Linked DNA regions of Danio rerio: region 1 is linked to region 2. A link is a contact called in public Hi-C data. All regions are on one chromosome and are shown on one strand. The core of a region is the stretch at or near the end of the contact, and the rest is flanking DNA. Distances in the headings are between cores, read along the strand shown. Region 1 holds the start of sulf1 (sulfatase 1). Region 2 overlaps zgc:162928.

The links. Hi-C and Micro-C count contacts between places; a contact is called where the count stands out from the background.
Region 1: a contact with region 2 is called in a Hi-C map of an unstated tissue, with 4 times the contacts expected there. The contact joins the promoter of sulf1 here to the enhancer-like site in region 2. A contact is called at or near these places in 1 of 18 Hi-C or Micro-C datasets (an unstated tissue) and 1 of 4 datasets of contacts at active chromatin or transcription factors (caudal fin).

Annotation. Positions count from the first base shown.
Region 1 is chr24:23,388,182-23,391,475 of GRCz12tu, forward strand. sulf1 (sulfatase 1) reads left to right here and starts at 1,526. Exons shown (of 19, transcript NM_001003846.2): 1 at 1,526-1,816.
Region 2 is chr24:23,183,230-23,186,429 of GRCz12tu, forward strand. The region is part of intron 7 of zgc:162928; the gene reads left to right. Among named protein-coding and RNA genes, the nearest start is that of zgc:162928, 100 kb to the left of the region's middle. Within about 2 kb of position 1,407, at least 4 of the 62 cell types and tissues checked have an H3K27ac peak or open chromatin away from gene starts, as enhancers often do.

The DNA of each region.
Region 1 (3,294 bases), core at 276-2,775, 210 kb after region 2:
AGGGTTAGCATGTTTATTGAACTGTGGTTTCATAAATGACAAGCCATTTTCTGTTGATGTTTTACTAATCTGAAGATTTAATTCCCCTAAAGACTGCTTTTGGTTGTTTTCTGCACCAAATTCCAGCAGTTTTAGCTGTTTCTTGTTTTAGTTGCAAAACGATCAGTAGCATAACTACTTTATCTGTGTTTGTTTGTTTTGTTTATGTATACATTATCCTGCAGATGTTGAATTTAGTCCTAATATCTTCAAACACTAACAGACATTTTTATTTATTTATTTATAATTTTAAGTGAAAGAAGAAAGGATTATGTATGCATTTTTTTTCATATAGACAAAACAAAGCATGACAAATAAATTATTAAACAATTGCAATTTTAAATTGTGCAGTTTTGAATAGTATGATCCATCAAAAACATAAGTTAATTAATTAATAATCTAGCCCTATTTAGCCTTAACTAAACACAATAAATATCTCTTCAAGCACCAGACATTTTTATTTATTTATTTATTTATTTATTTATTTATAAAAGAATAAATTATGTATGCATGTATGTATACTTTTTTCTTCTTATTGACAAAACAAAGCAAAATTAACAAAACAAAATTATTAGACAATTGCAATTTTAAATTGTGCAGTCTTGCATGGTATATGATCCATCAAAAATTTAAGTTATAATATATATTGTATAAAAATATTCAATATTTAATTTGAAAAAAAAAAAAAATCTAAATGGTTCATGGTAATGGTTACAAAAATATGTCAGTTAAATTTGTCAAACATTTGTGGAAACTTTGTATTAATGTTTCTTTTAAAAAGAAATCTTCTAACCAAAGATTACATTAAGTATTTGACACTGTTTTATAGTTATGAGTCTTGTAAACTCATCTGCCATTTACACTAAAGAAAACACTCCACTAACCTAAAACACAACAGTAAATAAGTCAGCAAAACTTAAAATTCAGTCCAACATTTGAAGCAGTTTCAATCCAGCACAGCAAAAGACAGTAGCTGAAATAAAAGCCACTAAATAGCGCTAATGATCCCGGGCTCAGTCTCTTATCTCTGTAAAATCTGTTTTGCTCTTAACTTAAGGCAGTAGATTGCGAAGGACAGGAATGCTGCTGGGACAGCTGAAGATTTATAACAGGGAGGTGTGAGTTGGGCAAATGTAACAGTGAAGTGCAAACAGCAGGGCATTGTGGTCTATGCGAGACTTTCTTTCTTTAACTGACCACGCTGTCTTTATGGCACTTCTTTCCTCTAGGCTTTACAGGGTACTACAGTACAATGCAACTATCTGTGCAAGTAAGATTTGAGGAACCCCAGGCTGCTTCTATGGGATTCCTGTGAGCTACAAGTGGCAACATAACTGTTCAGAGACATGCTGCTCTCTCTCCCTCCCTCCCTCATTCGCATTCTCAGTCCCCTCCCTCCTCCTCTCCTCTCTCTCCTCCCTCTCTCTCTCTCTCTCTCTAAATCTCAGGTTACTGTGGCTGGAGTTTTTAGACATCTCTGACTAGTGTTTCCCTTATGTCCTTGTCCCTGCCTCCAGCCTGGGAAGAGCCACCCAGTACCCTCTCTGATTGGACTGGGTAGTTTGTCTTGATGCACCACTGTGCTGAGTGCTGGAGGACGTGTTTCAACAGATGGTTGGGGTTAGTGTGTGTCATCACATTGGAGAACGGATTAGAGGAGGAAGGTTGTCTTCCAGGAGCAGTGTGGTCCCCACAAACACTCTGAGGAGCTCAAGAGCAAACAACCCACAGCGAGAAACAGAGAGAGATCAGCTTCATGAACAAGACTGACATCCAGGTAGTAACACTTCTAATTCACACTCAGTTTGTTTTTCCTTGGAGGCTTGGGGGTTTTCAGACAATCTGCAATGGTTTTTGGCTGTCTCATTTGGAGAAGCCCATGTAAAGCTGAAGTGCTGTCAGGGTTGGGGTTCTGAATGAGAGATTGTGGTTTTTAACTGATGCAATGTGTTTTGCATGATATGCAAGCTTTAATGAAGCATTTAATTAGATTTTGACTGCATGAACATGACTTAATCTTTTGGACGTTTGTATATATTTGGTTGAGACTGAGCCTGCACATGTTGCCGGCAAACACATTCAGTGGAATGAGTTGTTTAAATTAGGTGTTTCTTGCATTAAGTAGCATTAAGAACATCTCTGGGACCAATTTGCAACATATGCAAACATAGTTGCCACTCCAAAGAAATCATGTCACAAGTTTCACTCAACTCCAGTACACCAAAAAAAGAGAGACCTGCCAATGAAGAACTAGATGTCTAGCATTAATGTGTTGCTCCCGGGCATGTATACAGCGCGAGGTGTTTGCTGAGGGGACTGTACAGCTGTAAGGCGAGGGGGCAGAAGAATGATGCCAGGAATGCCACAAAGACAGAGTTGTGTGAATGATGTTTATTTACACACATAAATCAGGCATGTCAACATCACTCACTCACTTGCACGCTGAAATTCATTTGAGAAAACCACAAATACATCAGCACCAGTGTTGAGATTTTACAATGAGGGCAGTCATTACCAGTGATGACTACAGGACTTGAATTCAGTTCTCATTTAGTGTGTTTTCATTTCTGTGGATTTAGTTATGCCTTATTAGTTGATTTTTTTTTCTCCACCTTTAATTTCGTTGGTGCTTGACAAATCCTTTGAGAGTTGATGCTTATGCAGACGTTACCTTGCGTTGAATCGATTTAATGCACAAGTAGATTTGATTTATTGAGAGTTTGAAAATGACCTTGATAAATCAATCTTGATGGGTTGCATTAGTTGCCAAAAAAGGCTTTTATGGCATCTTTTATATGAGCCGTATGTAATTAGGTGTTGTAGCTGTGAGGTCTTTCGAGGAGATCTAAACGAAAGCCTTGTTTGAGTTTGAAAGCAGACAATACCCTTGACCTGAGCGTTCTTTGCAAACAGAACCATGCCGTAAATTTGTCAAGGTTCTTCATTAATCATTTGCACCAGGTGCAATTACTTTTAACCATACAAGCCTGTTTTTAATTGATCTGTTTCTTAAATAGGGAAAAGGGGGGAAATTGTCAGTTAAGCAAGTTTGTCGTTTCAAACCTGTATGACTTTCTTTTGTGGAATATTGTCCCAGTCAGTCTTATTCTTAAAGTGGTTCCAGATTGTCCAAAATAAGTGAAATATTAAAGTGGTTTATTCATCTTGTGCACTATATCCCAAGTCCTCTGAAGCTGTGTGATAGATTTGTGAGATAAATGGATCAAAATTGTGGAGCTTGACAGCCTGGATCCT
Region 2 (3,200 bases), core at 157-2,656:
CATAAATAGCCCTGTAAAAATTTTAAGTTTACTCGCTTTATTCGCACGTCAAAAATCCACTTCATTCGCATGTCAAATCCCCGTCATTCACGTGGCAAATTCACTTCACAACAGAGGCGGATTTGTGTGATGGGCAGGGCTTCTGCCCAGTGACTCTAGCTTCGTTGCTAAATGGCTAACATGGATTTTATTGAGAAAAAAAACTGTTTATGTGGTTTATGAAGGCTGAAAGACAGCATATATTAGTTTGGAGCTGTGTCTGAGTCCACTAGATCTTGATAGAAGTGCAGCAGCACTGTGAGTATACAAACTTCTCCAGTTTGATAAACTGTTGTCGGTGTAGGCAGGATTTTCCCCCAGGCACAACATCATAATTACGCCCTCTCAAAAGCAAGCTCCTGATTGGTTAACGTGGCACAAATGTCCGCAGAAGTTTAGATTTTGGAACTTGAGCGTTTCGCGTGAAACATGTGATACGCGCGTCAATCGCGCAAAACACACACGCTGCTTCGTTCGCGTGAATCGCATCAATCGCGCTGCTTCATTCACACAAATTGCTTTAGGATGTCTATTCGTGCATTTGCATTGACTTAACATGTAAATCACTCGCGCTTGATGCTTCTTCCGCATCTGGTGTGAACGTAGCATTAAACTTTGTGCATAGATTGTTAAAATACAGCCCTTTAACTCAAAACACCTGCAAAGAAGCTCAACACAGAGGAGCATCTAAAGTTGAGCATGCAAAACTATTAACATTCAAACAAGATGATGTAACACTGCTAAAATATGATTCCTTCAAGTTTTAAATTTCTCATTCATTTACGTGATGCGAGTTAATTAGAATTCACCAAGCATTTGGAATGCAGCGAATTGCGGAACTTTTCACGTGAGCTTGCATTACCAATCTGGCACATTCCCCTTGCATATCAACTGAAATCAATGGGGCGAAAGTGCAGTGTGACCTTGCATTAAGTACACGGAACAGCCTAGCAATAAGTTGAAACAACATAGAATGCCCTAGTAACAGCTTCTCAATAACACAGGATACCCTAGCAACTAGAAACCACACAAAATACGCTTACAACTTTACAAAATGTCTAATGACCATATAACAACTGCCTAGAAACCATCCTCAGCACTCTAACAACTACATCACAAATTGAACATATAACACATTCAAATTTGAAGATTTTAGATGTTTGTAAATTAAATCTACTTCCAACTTTAAATAATTTCAAATTTAAATGAGATTTTGAACCTGCTTTTCTGGCTTGCTTTTCTCAAGCTAACATTAAATGTTTATCCTTCTAACTTTTTGTATGTAGCAGCTCTTATATGGCTTCTACCGCACACTTCGGATTACCTAATCACTGAAAGTCATGCCAAGACACTGCAAGCCGCAGCTCGGAGATTGATAGCGTAGTCCACAGTGAACCATTTATTAAATCTGAAAGACATTCAGTGAGAGTATGATGTAAGCCACAAACCTCTGGAGGATTTACAGTAGAGCGAAAACCTCAAAATATGATTTATCTGTAGGAATGAACCCATAGACCTAACAACAAACATATCCAAAAATCATGCAAGTAACAAACACAGTGAGTCATGTGTGGCGTCGTGGGTTTGAATGCTTGGTTTTGTAATGTTGTGATAATGTTGTTCTGCACACAATGCCTCTGTAAGTCTTATCTGAGGGAATGTGTGTGTCTGTGTTCCCCAGGTTTGTTTTTTCAGATCTTGTAGTGTGATAACAGGAACATCAGCCTTGCTATCAGCGGTCAGGCATGGTTTACTGTAGGAAAGTAAATGTCACGGGGAAAGTATGTTTTAAAAGGTCATTCTTATGCTCACCCGGTTGAAGTAATACTCTTGGATTTTTAAAATAAGTGCAATTGCAATTCATGCAATGGGAAAGATTTTCAGCATCATTATGACAGTCTTCAGTAGCTATGTTTCCATCCAAAAGTGCAAATGAACTTTATGCGCAAAACTGGATTATCGCATAAAAGATGTTCGAATAAAGCTGCGTTTCCATCTAACGAGTCAAAGAGAACAAAATCGTCTCTTCCTGGTTAACTGGCGCCAAATATCAATAAAAACGGAATTTGCCACAGTAGGAGAAGCTGTGTCAATCTTTTCTTCATCTAATAAATGACTTGCGCCTCAGAAGGCAATCCTGACACGCAGTGAACGCGCGGTGGCGTTTGAAGGTGTCAGACACAGAGCAGAGACGCTTTTGATTATGGAGGTCATTGATGATATAATAACACTTAACTTAAACGGGAAGGCGTTTAAGAATGACTAAAACAACAGTTCGGATGTTTTACAGTGTGTTCAGCCTGCTGGTTTGTCCATTTACACACATTTTCATCATCACATGATCTCATCACAAAATCACATGACCTTTTTTAAAGCGCATACTGAAATTTGTGCGGTAAAAGTGTTTCCATCGTAGTTTATGCGCATCTTTTCTTATTTAATAAAAAGTTTATCTTACTCAGTTATGCGCATACGTTTTTTTATGCGCATATTTTTAAATTTATGCACATCATGGCAATTCCATCAACTGTTTTTTTTAATGCGCATATGCAAAATGGACATAAAAATAGGTGGATGGAAACATAGCTAGTGTCACCAGTGTTGTCAAGTCTGCTTATAATGCGCTTATAACAAATATGCAAAACATTTGGCCTTAAATTTTAAACAAAAATCTGGTTGCTTGTGTACAAAATATGACATGGCATCTTTTGTATTAACAGTCAATGATTTTTCAATTGGATTTTCTGACGCTCTGAGTTTATAGCTAATCGTCATTTAGTGCAACAATATACAGTAAACTCTGTTACATCAAACCATTTGTGGCATCTTAGATTTATTGAAGAATGATTCAAAAGATGATCATAAAGAAATCTAATATAAACATTTACAATACAATGCAATACAATACAAAACTTTGTCAAGCAGCTTACATTTTTCTTGCATAACAGCATGATAAATACTGCTTACAAAGAGACAAAGACACACAGCCTGATGTACAAATGACTTTTTAAATTTTACTTTATTAAAACTTGGGACTCTAAATTGATGGTTTCCTCCGGGTGCTCCGGTTTACCCCATAGTCCAAAGACATGCGGTACAGGTCAATTGGGTAGGCTAAATTGTCCCAAGTGTATGAGTGTGAATGTGTGTGAATGGATGTT